Linked DNA regions of Sus scrofa: regions 2 and 3 are each linked to region 1. A link is a contact called in public HiChIP or PLAC-seq data. All regions are on one chromosome and are shown on one strand. The core of a region is the stretch at or near the end of the contact, and the rest is flanking DNA. Distances in the headings are between cores, read along the strand shown. Region 1 overlaps LOC102159120 (a long non-coding RNA gene). Region 2 has its middle 88 kb from the start of BTG1. Region 3 overlaps LOC102159120 (a long non-coding RNA gene).

Evidence for each region. HiChIP or PLAC-seq counts read pairs in DNA pulled down with a chosen protein or histone mark.
Region 2: a contact with region 1 is called in an H3K27ac HiChIP or PLAC-seq map of alveolar macrophages. The contact joins two enhancer-like sites. A contact is called at or near these places in 2 of 2 datasets of contacts at active chromatin or transcription factors (alveolar macrophages and skeletal muscle).
Region 3: a contact with region 1 is called in an H3K27ac HiChIP or PLAC-seq map of alveolar macrophages. The contact joins two enhancer-like sites. A contact is called at or near these places in 1 of 47 Hi-C or Micro-C datasets (liver) and 2 of 2 datasets of contacts at active chromatin or transcription factors (alveolar macrophages and skeletal muscle).

What each region holds. Positions count from the first base shown.
Region 1 is chr5:91,070,918-91,075,559 of Sscrofa11.1, reverse strand. All of the region lies in intron 3 of LOC102159120 (a long non-coding RNA gene), which reads right to left. Among named protein-coding and RNA genes, the nearest start is that of BTG1, 260 kb to the right of the region's middle. Within about 2 kb of position 2,634, at least 38 of the 83 cell types and tissues checked have an H3K27ac peak or open chromatin away from gene starts, as enhancers often do. A contact at or near this core is called in alveolar macrophages and skeletal muscle, where this site is marked.
Region 2 is chr5:90,900,901-90,905,542 of Sscrofa11.1, reverse strand. No RefSeq gene overlaps it. Among named protein-coding and RNA genes, the nearest start is that of BTG1, 88 kb to the right of the region's middle. Within about 2 kb of position 2,567, at least 19 of the 83 cell types and tissues checked have an H3K27ac peak or open chromatin away from gene starts, as enhancers often do. A contact at or near this core is called in alveolar macrophages and skeletal muscle, where this site is marked.
Region 3 is chr5:90,933,047-90,937,688 of Sscrofa11.1, reverse strand. The region is part of intron 1 of LOC102159120 (a long non-coding RNA gene); the gene reads right to left. Among named protein-coding and RNA genes, the nearest start is that of BTG1, 120 kb to the right of the region's middle. Within about 2 kb of position 2,353, at least 7 of the 83 cell types and tissues checked have an H3K27ac peak or open chromatin away from gene starts, as enhancers often do. A contact at or near this core is called in alveolar macrophages, where this site is marked.

The DNA.
Region 1 (4,642 bases), core at 1,385-3,884:
TTTACCCTCCAAGAAAGTAAAAGTATATGTCCATGTACAGATGGGCACTATAAAAACGTACGTAGCAGCTTTATCTGTAATAGCCCTAAACTGGCAACCTCCCAGGTGTGTGAAGAATGAAAAAATAAATTGTGATATATTCTTCTAGTGAAACACTACTCAACAATACAAAGAAATGAACTGCTAATACACTCAGCACACAAACGCATCTCACAAATATTATGCTGGGGGAAAAGGACCCAAAAGAGTACATGCTGTGTGATTCCATTTGCATGAAGTTCTAAAACTGATAAAACTCAATTATGGGTAAAGATTGGAAGCTGTGGCTGTCTCTGAGGAAGGTGAGAAGGGCTGAACGGGAAGAGGTATGGGGGAACTTCCTATTGTAAGTCTTGATAGGCGTGTGGGGTTCTTGGGTGTATCAGTTCGTCAAAATTATATAGTTAATATTAGTACATTTTGATACTAATATTAAAAAGGTGAAACTAACCTTAAAAAGACCTGTATAAAGAAATAATAAAGTTGGGGGGAACAGGAAGAAGGAAAAGACATAGATGAAACAAGGACAGACGGCAGAATGCTGATGCTGTTGAAGCCCAGAGATCAGCACTTGGGGAGACGTTCCACTACTTTGTTTACTTTGGATATCTTTGAAATTTTCCATAATAAAAACCTCCTTGAAATGATTACCAAGTCCTTAGTGTTGGATTGAGGCCAGATCGCTGAACCTCAGGGCCCAGTGCAAAAAAAGGAAATCTCATCATGTTTCTTCCCTTCCGGGAGACTTCGCTGGGAAGTCTCTGCCCTGGAGAGAAAAGCGTGCGTTCCTCAGCATGGCTCTCAAAGTCCTTTACACCAAGCATCTATATCCAGAGGGGTATATGAGTTTTTTATGGTATATGATTGCATTTACTACTGAGACCACCTCTATGAGGTTCATCCCATTTTATAGGTGTAAGAATTTATATCTGTGAAGGGACCCAACTGTGGATGGATAACACGTGGCAGGGCTCAGAAAAGACTCAAGTTTTGGACCCCAGTTTTTTGGGGTTTTTTCCTCCACTATTCCCGCTGCTTCCTCTGTGATAGGAATAATACTAAAACAGTGACAAGATTTCAATCCCCTGCAGATATGCCCTGCTCTGATACCCTCCTTTGAATATGGGGCAGGGATAGTGAATATTATGGTGTATCTCTAGTTATGTACCACTTGACTCTGAGCTAATTTAAAGAGAGAATAGCCTGGATGGGCCACACCTAATCAGGTGAGGTCTTTACGAGACAGGGGAAGTGTTACGGGGATGCCCTCCAGGTGACCTCAGAAGTGAAACAAATTGGCATGTTGTGACAGAGCCTATGGACCACCCATGTGGCAAGGACCTGAGGGTGACCTCCAGGAGCTTAGAGTAGTCTTCAGTCAATAGCTAGCAAGAAAAAAAAAAAAAAAAAAATTCTGGATCATACAGCCTCAAAGAAATGAATTTAGCCAACAATTCTGTGAGCCTGGAAGAGGCGCCTCAGTCTCCAAGAGATCATAGGCCCAAGCAGCTCTGCAATTTCAGCCTGAGCAGAGGACTCAGTTAATCCACAGAAACCTTGACATAAAAAACATGGGATGTTTTAAGTCACCAAGTCTGTGATCATTTGTGATGTAGCCATAGAAAGTAAATAACCTCTCCTCTGTCCCTTCTTTCCCTGTTCCTCTCAATGCTGCAGTCTCAACTGTCCTTAGTTTCCTAATTAAAACTGTACTTCCATGACTGTGGCTTTGCAAAGAATGCTCATATTGTCTGGAATGCCCGTTTCCTTTTTTCTGCCTCTTGAATATCACCCATCCTTCAGGACCCAAGTCAGCTCATCCTCTGCCAGAAGCCTGGACTGATTGCCCTAGGCTGACTACATTCCTTCCTGTTCTGTATTCCACTACACCCTGGGATCTCTCTCTCTCTCTCTCAAATGACTTAATTGAGAGCAAGAATTTAGAGTATTCACACTCGTGACACTTAGAATTTGGACAGTGCTTAGAACATAGGTGACACTCCGTAAATTGTTGATTAGTTAATGTACCTATTGTTTTCTATTCAAACGCTTCTGTTTATTCAACTTAATAAACATTTATTTTTAGGGCCTTTTATAGCTGCTGCAGACAATAAAAAGATGAGTAGATCGTGTTCCCTATTTCAAAGAGGAGGAATAAGGTTTGTACACAAACAATAATTACGAGAGGCAGAACAACCTGTACCGCAGAAGAACCCGATCAGGAAGAGAGAGATAAGGTCCACAGGATAGAGGCGAGCACACATATGGCTTCTAGCCTCAGCTGTATTTTGGGGAGCAACATCTTCCCATCATTACAAAGCGGGTTGGGACAAGGATGGGGAAAGAAACGGCTGCTCTTATCTCTCAGGGAGCTGGATAGTGAGCAGGGCTCCCGCAGCCCTCGCTCTTCTTCCCGGGCAGCTTGGAGCATGGCAGCGGTGCAAATGGTTGGAGGAAGAAGCAGGTCACGGAGGAAGGGAGGGTTGTTGAGCAACGTCAGCTCTCCCCTAAGACTCTGTGGACACCAGGGCCGTGGGAGAGACAGAGCCACGAAGTCTTGCTTGATGCTGCGTGTGTGGGGCTGCTCTAAGGAGCCCGTTCAACGGCTGCTGGTGTGAAACCCAAGGAAATGTCCCCACAGCGCTGATGTCAACATGCATCATGTGGGCCGCTTACATTGTGAGTCACACACCCACATCCTGTTGCCTTACAATCACATTAATTTTCCCTTTCAGTGACATATCAAAGAGGATGTGTCTTTTTCAGTTTGTTTCCAATAGATGTCTGTTCTTTTTCAGCAGAAAGGAGATGTGTACATGAGTTCTGCCAACGACCACCACATGTGGGCCAGGCTTATTTCCCTCATGAGGGCCAGGAGCTGGTGCCACACACCACATGGTGATTTAATACACTTTGTCATTTGGTATCACTTGAACACCCGCTTCTTTCAAAAACTCATCCATTTAGTTTGTACCATTCAGATAAACTTGCAGACAATGACAAAGAGCATCTGTAATATTAAAATCCACTTGTTCCAGTTGTTCCTCTGAACTTACAAAATGTGGTGGATATAAAGTCCCCGTTATATTTGACTCGATTCCATGGTTTTGAACCTTATCCACTTAATTAACCAAGCTGAAATAATCATCCGATTATTGGATTTGTGTAGGTGCTCATGGCAAGCCCTATTCTAAATTGAACTTCTTTTTAGCTCTGGAAGGAAGGGTAGGATGGAAAAAGAAGTCAAGACTTATTGGAAATAAACCAAGACTATAGAGAAACTTACCATTTTTTCTAGTGTGGAATATTTTCTCTGTTCTTACTTCTTAGAATCATGTATGAGCTAAATTTGATAGTAGCCTGGTTACCTGGAGGAAAGGTCTCAGAGAAGCACCTCTTGGCAGCCCCCTCACTGGGGGACTTTCCAACACTCGTCCCAGCCTCCAGTGCACTCATTATAGTGATGACACATGTCTTGGCAGAATGTCTCCATGTTCAGAAGTAGAACAGCTCCAATGTTCCTGATTCTATTTTAGACTTGTACTAAAGTTATCTGCCCAGCACAGTCTGACTTCTTTAAACGTCATCTAAATTTTTCAGACTTGGTTTGGTCAGCCTGCTAGTCTCATAGGATAAAGAGATAATATTGCCTTCCAGAGTTGGAGCCTAAATATTAGAGACTGTATTGTGAGAAGCCATAAATTTCCCCCAAGGGGGTCTCGTTTACAGTGGTAGGATGCTTATAAGGCCAGCATTGGTTTTCTCGCAAAATGGCATGTGAAACACAAGTTACAAAAATACACTCATGATTTGAAAGGTATCAAGGAGTTTTTAAAAATGTTCTACATTTTGTTTCTGTTCATTAACTGGTTTTAACTTTTCTTAGAGGACTTTTGTAATGAACCACTGGCTGGCCAAACTAAATACCAAAGACTGAAAAGTCATTTGTGATGGGAAACAGGACAAATAAAAGAGGTATTACGCAAACATAATCCTTAACTTTCACACGTTAATCTCTCAAAAAAAGGTCATCGTACTTTTATTCACTATAGAGTAACATCCCTTTTGGAAGTAGGTACATCAATTGATAAATAAAAAATATTTTGAATTTTCCAATGGGGGTACTTTTTCACTCACCAACAGTTTAAGTTTGGGAACTTTGTCTGTAGAGCTGAGGTTTTTTTAATCACATCCTGTCCCTGTTGTTTTATTAAATGAATGAAAGTGAATAAATAAAAATAATAATATTGTGAATTGTAAATGTTATAAATTCAATATGATTGAAATGGAGATAAAATCATTATGATAAAATCGTACTAGTTATTGCACTAAATCAAATCAACCATTCACTCAATTTTTTAAAAAAAGTAAGTCACCAAAGATTATTCTAACAGAGATTTTACTTAGGAAGATCATAAGAATTATCTTAATCTCTGAAAATAAACAAATATGTCTTTGGTTTTCATACTTTAGATTATTGTGCTTATTTTCAGAGACACATAATATACAAAACAGGGTATTAATTATAATTGTTTAAAAGCTGGAGATAGAAATCAGACAGATCTGGGAGTTCCTATTGTGGCACAGCAGAAATGAATCTGAC
Region 2 (4,642 bases), core at 1,318-3,817, 170 kb after region 1:
TCCCGTTGTGGCTCAAAGGGTTAAGAGTCTCACTAGTATCCATAACCCCTGGTCTCGCTCAGTGGGTTAAGGATCCTGCATTGCTGCAAGCTGTTGTAGGTCACAGATGTGGCTTGAATCCCGTGTTGCTGTTGCTGTGGTTGGCAGCTGCAGCTACAATTCAGCTCCTAGCCTGGGAACTTCCATATGCTGCAGGTGCAGCCGTAAAAAGCAAAATAAATAAATAAATAAATTAATTAATTAATTACATATCCTGGGCCAGTGGCACAATCTCAGAGAGTTGTCAAGACCAATAACTTTTTACAATAATACACTTGATGTGAAAAAAGGGAAATGGGATTCTCCCAGGGCTCAAGGTTGTAAGAGTGGAAAGAAAAAAAAATTTTTTTAAACACTTAAAATTAGAAGATAGGAGTTCCTGTCGTGGCACAGTGGTCAACAAATCTGACTAGGAACCATGAGGTTGCGGGTTCGGTCCCTGCCCTTGCTCAGTGGGTTAACGATCCGGCGTTGCCGTGAGCTGTGGTGTAGGTTGCAGACGCAGCTTGGATCCCGCATTGCTGTGGCTGTGGTGTAGGCTGGTGGCTACAGCTCTGATTAGACCCCTAGCCTGGGAATATCCATATGCCATGGGAGCGGCCCAAGAAATAGCAAAAAAGACAAAAAAAAAAAATTAGAAGATAAATGTAAATCAACACCTCCATTCCCAACATAGGAAAAATGTTAAGCTTAATGTGTCCCAGAAAGCAAAATCTAAAAGTTCATATTTTAAAATACCCATGCAGGGCATTAATTTTAAGGTAATTAGGAATAGCTATTTTCTATTTGTCAGAAATCAAATATGTGCACTCTGAATAAAGACTTTGTTACCGAACCCATAAATAGCCATGAAATATGAAATTTGCTGTTCATATTATGTAGCACTTTAAAATCTAGTGGGTCTTAAGAGAAAATATAAAAGTGGAAAACTGGATTTTTAAAAGAAGCTATTTCCCCCCTCCCCCATGCAACCTCTCTTCCCATCCCCAGGTAGTCACTCAAGAAAATAAAATACTTTAAAACAAAGAACAGGAGTTCCCATTGTGGCTCAGCAGTAGTGAACTGACTAGTGTCCATGAGGATGCAGGTTTGATCCCTGGCCTCAGTAGTGGATTACGGATCCAGTGTTGCTGTGAGCTGTGGTGGAGGTCGTGGTGGACACAGCTCAGCTCTGGCGTGGCTGTGGCTGTGGCACAGGCTGGCAGCTGCAGCTCCAATTCAACCCCTAGCCCCCTAGCCTGGGAACTTCCCTATGCTGTGGGGAAAAAAAAAAAAAAAATCTATAAATAAATAAAACAAAGAACAAATTAGAAATTGCATCCACTGTCATATTCTGGCTTTGTTTCTACCCGCCCTTTCTTTCTTTCTTTCTTTCATTCAACAAGGATTCATAGAACTTCCCTTTGACTAAGCACTGGAATAGAAAATAAAAGATGAGTAAGTTACACATAGCCCCCACCCAGAGCTGCTCATCTCTTAGTGAGAGTGACACACATAAACAAATACTTATGCTCTAAGGGCTACATAAAGACACAGCCTTATTGGAGCCCAAAATGCTGAGCTGTCTAGCATTGGGGGATTTGAAACAGTCTTTGCAGGGGAGGTGACATTTAACCTGCGTCTTAAAATATGAGTAAGAGTTGGCTAGGTGGCAGGATGGGAGTTGCGTGTGTATTTCAGAGAGGATGAAGCATTTGCTTTGACTGAAGCAGAGTGTGCACAGGGATGGATGGAGAGGTGGTGGAAGAGGCAAGGTAGGGGCCAGCCTTTCATGGCCCATATTCCATGCTGAGGTTTTCCAACCTTACTGCACGTGCAATGGAAAGCCACCAGAGATTCCTAACAAAGAAAGATTTTCAGGGCGTTCCCATGGTGGCACAATAAAAATGAATCTGACTAGTATCCATGAGGATGTGGGTTCGATCCCTGGCCTTGCTCAATTGGTTAAGGATCTGGTGTTGCCATGAGCTGAGGTATAGGCTACATACAAGGCTAGGATCCCGGGTTACGGTGGTTGTGGCGTAGGCCAGCGGCTGCAGCTCCTATTTGAGCCCTAGCCCGGGAACTTCCATATGCCGCAGGTGCTGCCCTAAAAAACAAACAAACAAACAAACAAACAAACATAAAAGATTTTCATACAAATGAGGTGGCACCACAGAGGAAAGATGAGAAGGTCCAGTTAGAGCGAGTACGTTACATGGCTCCACTCAATGACACCTGCTCCCTAACCAGGCCAAGCCGAGTTTCCGTACAAGGTGGATCTCATAAGTTACGTATCCTCTGTTTGTAATCACTATCCCATTCGTCTTTATTTATCTCCTCCTATCAGTCAGTCAATCAATCATTTCATCATTCAACAGACATTCGCTGAGCCCTTCTAAAATGTCAGGCACTGTGTGGGGCTGGCAATTAGCAGCACCTTCGAAGGACAGTGCTGAACGAACCGTGGCAAAGCTTACAGTCTAGCAGGGCTGACGGATCTGTTTAAATAGAAGCAACCGCAGGATGTGCAATGAGAACGATGGTGGGAAGTGATGGGGGTTTCCCTGAGGAAGTGACGGCGAGCTTGTGACCTGAAGGATGAGTAAGTCTAGCCAAAGCCCATGCGTTGGAGTAGAAGGGGGAAGAGGCAGACAGAGCTCAGCAAATGGGAAAGAGCCAAAGGCAGGAGAAAGCACGGCACCTGGGAGGAAGTGAAAGGCAGTCCCCCTGCCTGGAAATTCCACCAAGCTGGAGAGATGGGCTGTTCTCCAGCCTCACCACATACACACTGACCCCTCTGCGGGACTGTGGGAGCGGAGGTACATGCGTGTGTGAGGAGGGTTTTGAGGAGGCTCATCATTTCACGCCACTGTATTCACCTAGTGCTCAGGCAGGAGCTCTTATCTACATTTGCTGCTCATCTGCATCTTTAGAAATGGAAAACCGGAGGACAGAGAAAGATCTTAGAAACCATCCAGAACGGCACTTCTCAAGGTGTGCCCTGTGGACCGACCATGGCGTCCCTGAAGATGAGACCAGAAACCTGCCTTTTTTCATAAGCATCTTAGGGGATTCTTCAGTACCATCAAGATGGAAAACCACCAGGCCAGCTCAGCTGCCCCCATTTCCAAGTGAGCACATGAAGGAGTGAAGTACCGCCTTGTCCAAGGCGGCATCTTAACCTCAGCACGCCTGACATGTTGGACCACGTAATCCTTTGTTGTTGGGGGCTGTCCTAGGCCCTGTGGGACAGTTAGGAGCATCCCTGGCCATTATCAACCAGATGCCACCAACAGCCCTGCCGCTGCATCAACCAAAAATGTCTCCAGCCAGAGCCAACCATTCACTGGGGGACAAAGGCACCCTTGATTGAGATCCACTGTGCCAAGTCATCAGAGGCAGAGGCAGAGGCAGAGGCAGGGCAGTACTCAAGAGTCTGGATTCACAGCCCAGCCACCTTCCTGTGTCTACTGGATCCTCTTTGGCTGTGAGAAGCGGAGGAGAGGCCGGGTGCCCTGGGCCATCAACGCCAGGGGGTTAGCGCAGAGCTGAGGCCAGCACAGAGGACAGCATTGCTTTCTTCCGGGAAGCTGGGACATTACTTCTGGCTTTTTCCACGATTTCTTGTGAAGTTAGTCATTGCTATTTCTATTTCTCCACCTGTTTAAACCTGGATCTTCCAGGAGAACTGGCAGGATTTGGGTTGGCAACATCTTGGAAACCCACACAGAAAGGTGCCATCCAAAAAGCTTTTTTAACTGAGACTGATTTAAAGGTAGCCCTGTGTAGGAACCAAGAGTGTCGTGTTCTAATTTTAGCACTGTGCCAGGAAGAGGAGTGTGGTGGTGAGCAGTGGAAAAGGGAGCAGGAAATGCTGCTGCTGGTTCCCAGCTCCATTCCAAACTACCTTTGTGGTCTTTTGCAAATCACTTTGGCTTTCTGGTCTAGGAGACATTTCCTGTCAGATAAAGGCATGAAAATAGGTCACTACATCTAGGCTTGGACTCACCCTGAGCCCTCTGCCCAAGAGGACCTACCACTGGTCCTTCCAAACCCAAACTCTACCTTGTCTCCAAAATCCAGCTCAGCCATGATTCTTCATTTTCTTTAGCTACAATGCTGTTGTGGTTCCTCGTTCTCAAGGGAGGCACATGATTCAAGAATCAAGTGCCATGATATCTGTAACTTACTCTCAAATGCTTCTGAAAAATATATAATATGTATATGTATATATGTACATATTTTTAACACATGGGGGAAAGCAAATATACCAAGATATTACTAAACGTTGAATTTCACTGAAGGGTATATGGGCATTCACTGTATAACTCTTCCCTTTTTCTGCCTGTTTTAAATTTTTCAAAATCAAATGTTGGAGAGAGAAACAATTCTAATTCTATCTACTCCACAAAGCCTTTCCTGAATTAGCTGAAATAATTCCTCTGAATTCCCAGAGCACTTATGTACGCTGTGTTTATCACTTTCCACGTTGTATTGTAGTTAAGTACTCACATAGTGGGTCATAAAACTGCTAAACGCAATACTCAGCTATGCAGAGAACATTTGTGCCAAAACTGCTCTTTATTTAGGCTACAGCTCCTCTGTTCTTCCTCAGGAGACC
Region 3 (4,642 bases), core at 1,104-3,603, 140 kb after region 1:
CATTCCTTTGCTCGGAGTAGAAATCAACCATCTTATATTAAAAGGGCTAAGAATGACCTTTCAGAAACATGAGGATTTCATAGAAGGCGGAATGTTCCAAAAATTGCCTTTGGGAGCATAAAAAAATGATGCCATAAGAGACCCAGAAGTGACTTGGCCCTGTGTTCCCCCCAATTATAGACACCTCGAACTGGAAGCAATGGCAGACCACCAGGGAGCTCATGGCTAGGGCAACCCTACATCTGGGGCTGCCTGCAACAGTCCTAGTTTATTGCTGCTGTCCCAGGACAGTAATTACTACCAGCCGTTTTCCAAAGGTCTGGATGTGAGGTATAGAGTCACCTTTACACAGACTTCATACGCATCTGACTTGTGCATAAAAAAAGACAGCGTTGAGCGCTGGCTGCCTGTCTTCTTCTCTCTGGACCCTGAGCACCCCTCAGTTTCTTCTCAGCAGTCTGGCAGCCTAGCTACTGAGGGAGAACTTTCTGCAGCACAAGCTGAAAGATAAACTATCTGTGAGTCAATCAATGAGTCAGTCCACACAGCTTATTGATCTGATTATCATTTCTCTCCCCAGTCCCAGGAAAAGTAAAATGGTCATTAGGTGGCCGTGTCCCAGATCCTGATTGCTCGGGTTTTCCAGAAGGTGCTTAGATTCAGAGAGGCCAAGTAAAGTGAGAGCTGACTCTCATCAGCCTGGCTTCAGATTCCTGAGCTGTTAAAAGGGCCCCAGAATGCAAGGTCCTGGCCAGAAGAGCCTTTGATAAGAGTCTCCTGGCCCCACAGCCCAATACCCCTCCATTTGGGGAGGGCTGATATTGAGAGATAGCCAACTGAGCAAGGATGTCTTGACACGTTACTAGGAAGATAAGCCTTTCTTCTTCAGGACCAAGAACACAGCTTAAAAGATTACATGAGAATAAGGGGTCAGCACCCTATCTGTATGCCCCCTCGGACCAGGAGTCTGCAGGCAGTGGGACAGCTGGCCCTCGTTCCAGAGCCCCGCTGAGGAGGAGAGGAACTGAGGACTCAGGAACAGCTTGAAGGCAGCCAGAGATGAGACGGTGTCTGCTGGATGGGCCCCAGGCCTGTCTATGACCTAGCAGCCCGGCCTACCCAGCTGCAGCTCTCACCATGCAGCCCCTCAAACTCCAGAAGGAACTGCTTCTGGTGTCTCTCATACGTCACAGTGCGTCTCCACTTGGTGCCTCTGAATCGAGAGTTCCCTGGAGTGCACTGCAGGCTGGAATCCCCATTTTATTGTCCGCTCAAGTCCCAGCGTAGACGTAATGTCCTCCAAGGAGCTCTCACTGAACCCCTGAACTGGGATTAGAGGGTCTCTCCTGAGACATCTGCTTTGTATTTCCTACTGTCAAGATCATCGCTCTTGGTTACAACTGTCTTTTTATTTATCTAGAACCTCTGCTCAGTTATAACCCCTGTGAAGTTAGGGACTGTGTCTTGTTCCCTGCTCCCTATTTTCCCCCAAGTAACACATGCCATACCTGGTATACAGCAGATGCTCAAAGAACCCCTTTTGAACAAATGAATAATCAGTTTTACTTTGGTGGCAGGGACAGCGGAGCCTAAGGACATGAAAATGGCACCTAATAAATAATAAAGTAAGCATTTACTTAAAAAACATCGTATAGAAATCACACAATATTTCCACTACCTGGTTATTTATATGCCACCTACCATGTACCAGACATTTTATTTGCAAAGTTATTGTTAGTATTAAATTAGATAATGCATATATTGATGTTTAATAAATAGTACCTGATATTATTGTATTACTTAAGTTTCCCTAAACCCTGTGATGTGAGTATTTATGATCCGCCTGTTGAGGAAACTGAGCCTCAGAAAGGGTTAAAGTGACTTGATTGAAAATGGCAACATCAAGACGCTAAATAGTAACTGCCTGACTCTAAGATTCAAGAATTTCCCTCTAGAAAATGGCTTGCCTATGAAACGAAAGGGAGGGAGGAACAAACGAACAAATGAAAAAGGAAAGGAGTGAGGAAATAAGAAAGAAAGAGAATTGAGATGATTTTTCTTTTAACCCTACTGAACCTTTTTTATCCTTGCAAAATTCTTCAAACAATATGATGGCATTGCTTTCCATGTAGTACCCAAGCTCCGTCTGCTACAGTTACGATTTATGAAGACATATTATAAAAATGCTCAGAATTCCTGATCTAACTGAGCTGTGACATTGCTTGGACATAAAATCAGCGAGAAGCTCTGTCCCCACCGGCTCGTCTTGCCACTGTGTCCTCAGGGGGCACATCCTGCATCTGCGGGTGTTGTCCTGACTCTGGTCTCTCTGGCTGGCTGGTGTGAGTCACCGCGTCCTTGGGGAGGACGATGAGTCAGAATGCTTAACCAAGTACTTTGGCAAATTGAAATTAAGGATCTATAGGAAGGGTCATAAAAGTTTGTGGGGAAGTAGAGGAGGATGCACCATCAATTAGATGTTTAAACCTGGTATACAAACAGCCTTTCTCCAGAAATAACAAACAGCAAAAACAGGAGTTCCTGTCATGGCGCAGAGGAAATGAATCCGACTAGGAACCATGAGGTTGCGGGTTCAACCCCTGGCCTCGCTCAGTGGGTTAAGGATCCGGTGTTGCCGTGAACTGTGGTGTAGATGGCTGGCAGATGTGGCTCGGATCTGGCGTGGCTGTGGCTGTGGTGCAGGCCGGCAGCTACAGCTCCAATTGAACCCCTAGCCTGGGAACCTCCATATGCGGCAAACGTGGCCCTGAAAAGACAAAAGGACAAAAAAGAAAAAAAAAAAAAAAGATAGCATCTAAACACTGTCTAATACCTAGTGGCTGCAGGAAATCCATCAGCCAGATCAAGACCATTTCTATTTGCCTCCAGAAAGAGAAAACCACTAACTGAGAAGATGCCTCCCTATCAACAATATAATACAGAGAACTCAGAAAGACTCTAGTGGGGGGTCTCATAATTTCTTCTGGAAAGTTCTTGAATGACACAAAGATAACAGCATCGGGTATAACCATCCTGGTCAGCCTATACAACTACACTTCCTCCTTAGGTGAACACACACGAGGTGCCAAGCATTATACTAAACCCTAGGATTCAACTGTAAACGAAACAAAAATGATATCTGCCCTCATGGACCTTATAGCCTGATATGAAAGCAGATAATTAAATAATCACAGAAATACATAGATGAATGTAAACTATTATATTCCTTTGAAAGAAAATAATCAATTTTTTAAAAAATTATTATATGATAAGCACATTTTAGGAAAGAAGTGTAATTGAACTTTTGACTATAATAACTGAAAAGTTACTCATAAATCCCAAATCACAAAGCTTGCTGGGTTGATGAAGATAAAATTATTTCTAAATGTAGGCTTGTCCAATAAGAGAGGCTACTTTCAGAGTTCCCAGTGTGGCACAATGGGATCAGTGGCACCTTGGGAGCAATGGGATGCAGGTTTGATACCTGGCCAAGCACAGTGCGTTAAGGGTCTGGTGTTGCTGCAGCTGCAGCTTAGGTCCTGACTGTGGCTTGGATCTGATCCTTTGCCAGGGAACTCCATATGCTGTGGGGTGGCCAAAACTGAAAGAAAGAAGGAAGGAAGGAAGGAAGGAAGGAAGGAAGGAAGGAAGGAAGGAAGGAAGGGAGAGAGAGAGAGAGAGAGAGAGAGAGAAAGAAAGAAAGAAAGAAAGAAAGAAAGAAAGAGAGAGAGAAAGAGAGAGAGAAAGAGAGAGAGAAAGAGAGAGAGAAAGAGAGAAAGAAAGAGAGAAAGAGAAAGAAAGAGAGAAAGAAAGAAAGAAAGAAAGAAAGAAAGAAAGAAAGAGAAAAAGAAAAAAAGATGGATGTAACAAATCATTCTGACACTTATGGCTACTAAATGTTACCTATTTATACTGTGGGGATCAGTGAAGTATGAATACTCATTTTATTTCAGAGAATTATGAAACTTTGGAGTTGAGAGGACCTTTGAAATTAAGTCCTATTCCCCTCATAGTTTCACAGATGAGGAAACTAAGATCCAGAAAAAGCAAATGACTTGCTCAACATCACCCAAATATTCGTATAAGAGCTGGAAGTGAAACTCGGGTTTCCTCTTTCAGGGCTCTTACTTCCAAACCAAGTTGCAATAAACCCTTTACTTTTTTGTAAGGGTGCTAATTGCCAAAGAGGTCATGGTTTGTCTTTTAAAAACACTCTCTCTCTTCCCCAACCCTGCCGCACAGCCCCCCCCCCCAGCAATGAAAGAATATGCTTAAGGCAAAAGCTATCAACTAAATAGTAATCTATCTAGCTTTCCACTATTAGCATTATATGGAAAACAGAAAAAATACGTGTTCTTTGTTAATTCAGTGCCTAAAAGAAGCTTTTAGACAAAGCCCAGTCAATTACTCCAGATTCTTTGCTGTCTGCTTGTAGGTTTGTTTGATTTTATACAGAAAATGGTTAGTGTTTAAACATAAAAGCCTACAATGAACAGACCGGAACTTTTTCAAGGACTCAAAATAAATATTATATTATTATACTTAGTCTTTGACAAGCAATATTTGTTCCAAGGTGACAGTCATGGACCTTCCATACTGTAGTTATTCAGAGTTCGCCTCAGCAACTTCATTTATTTTACAA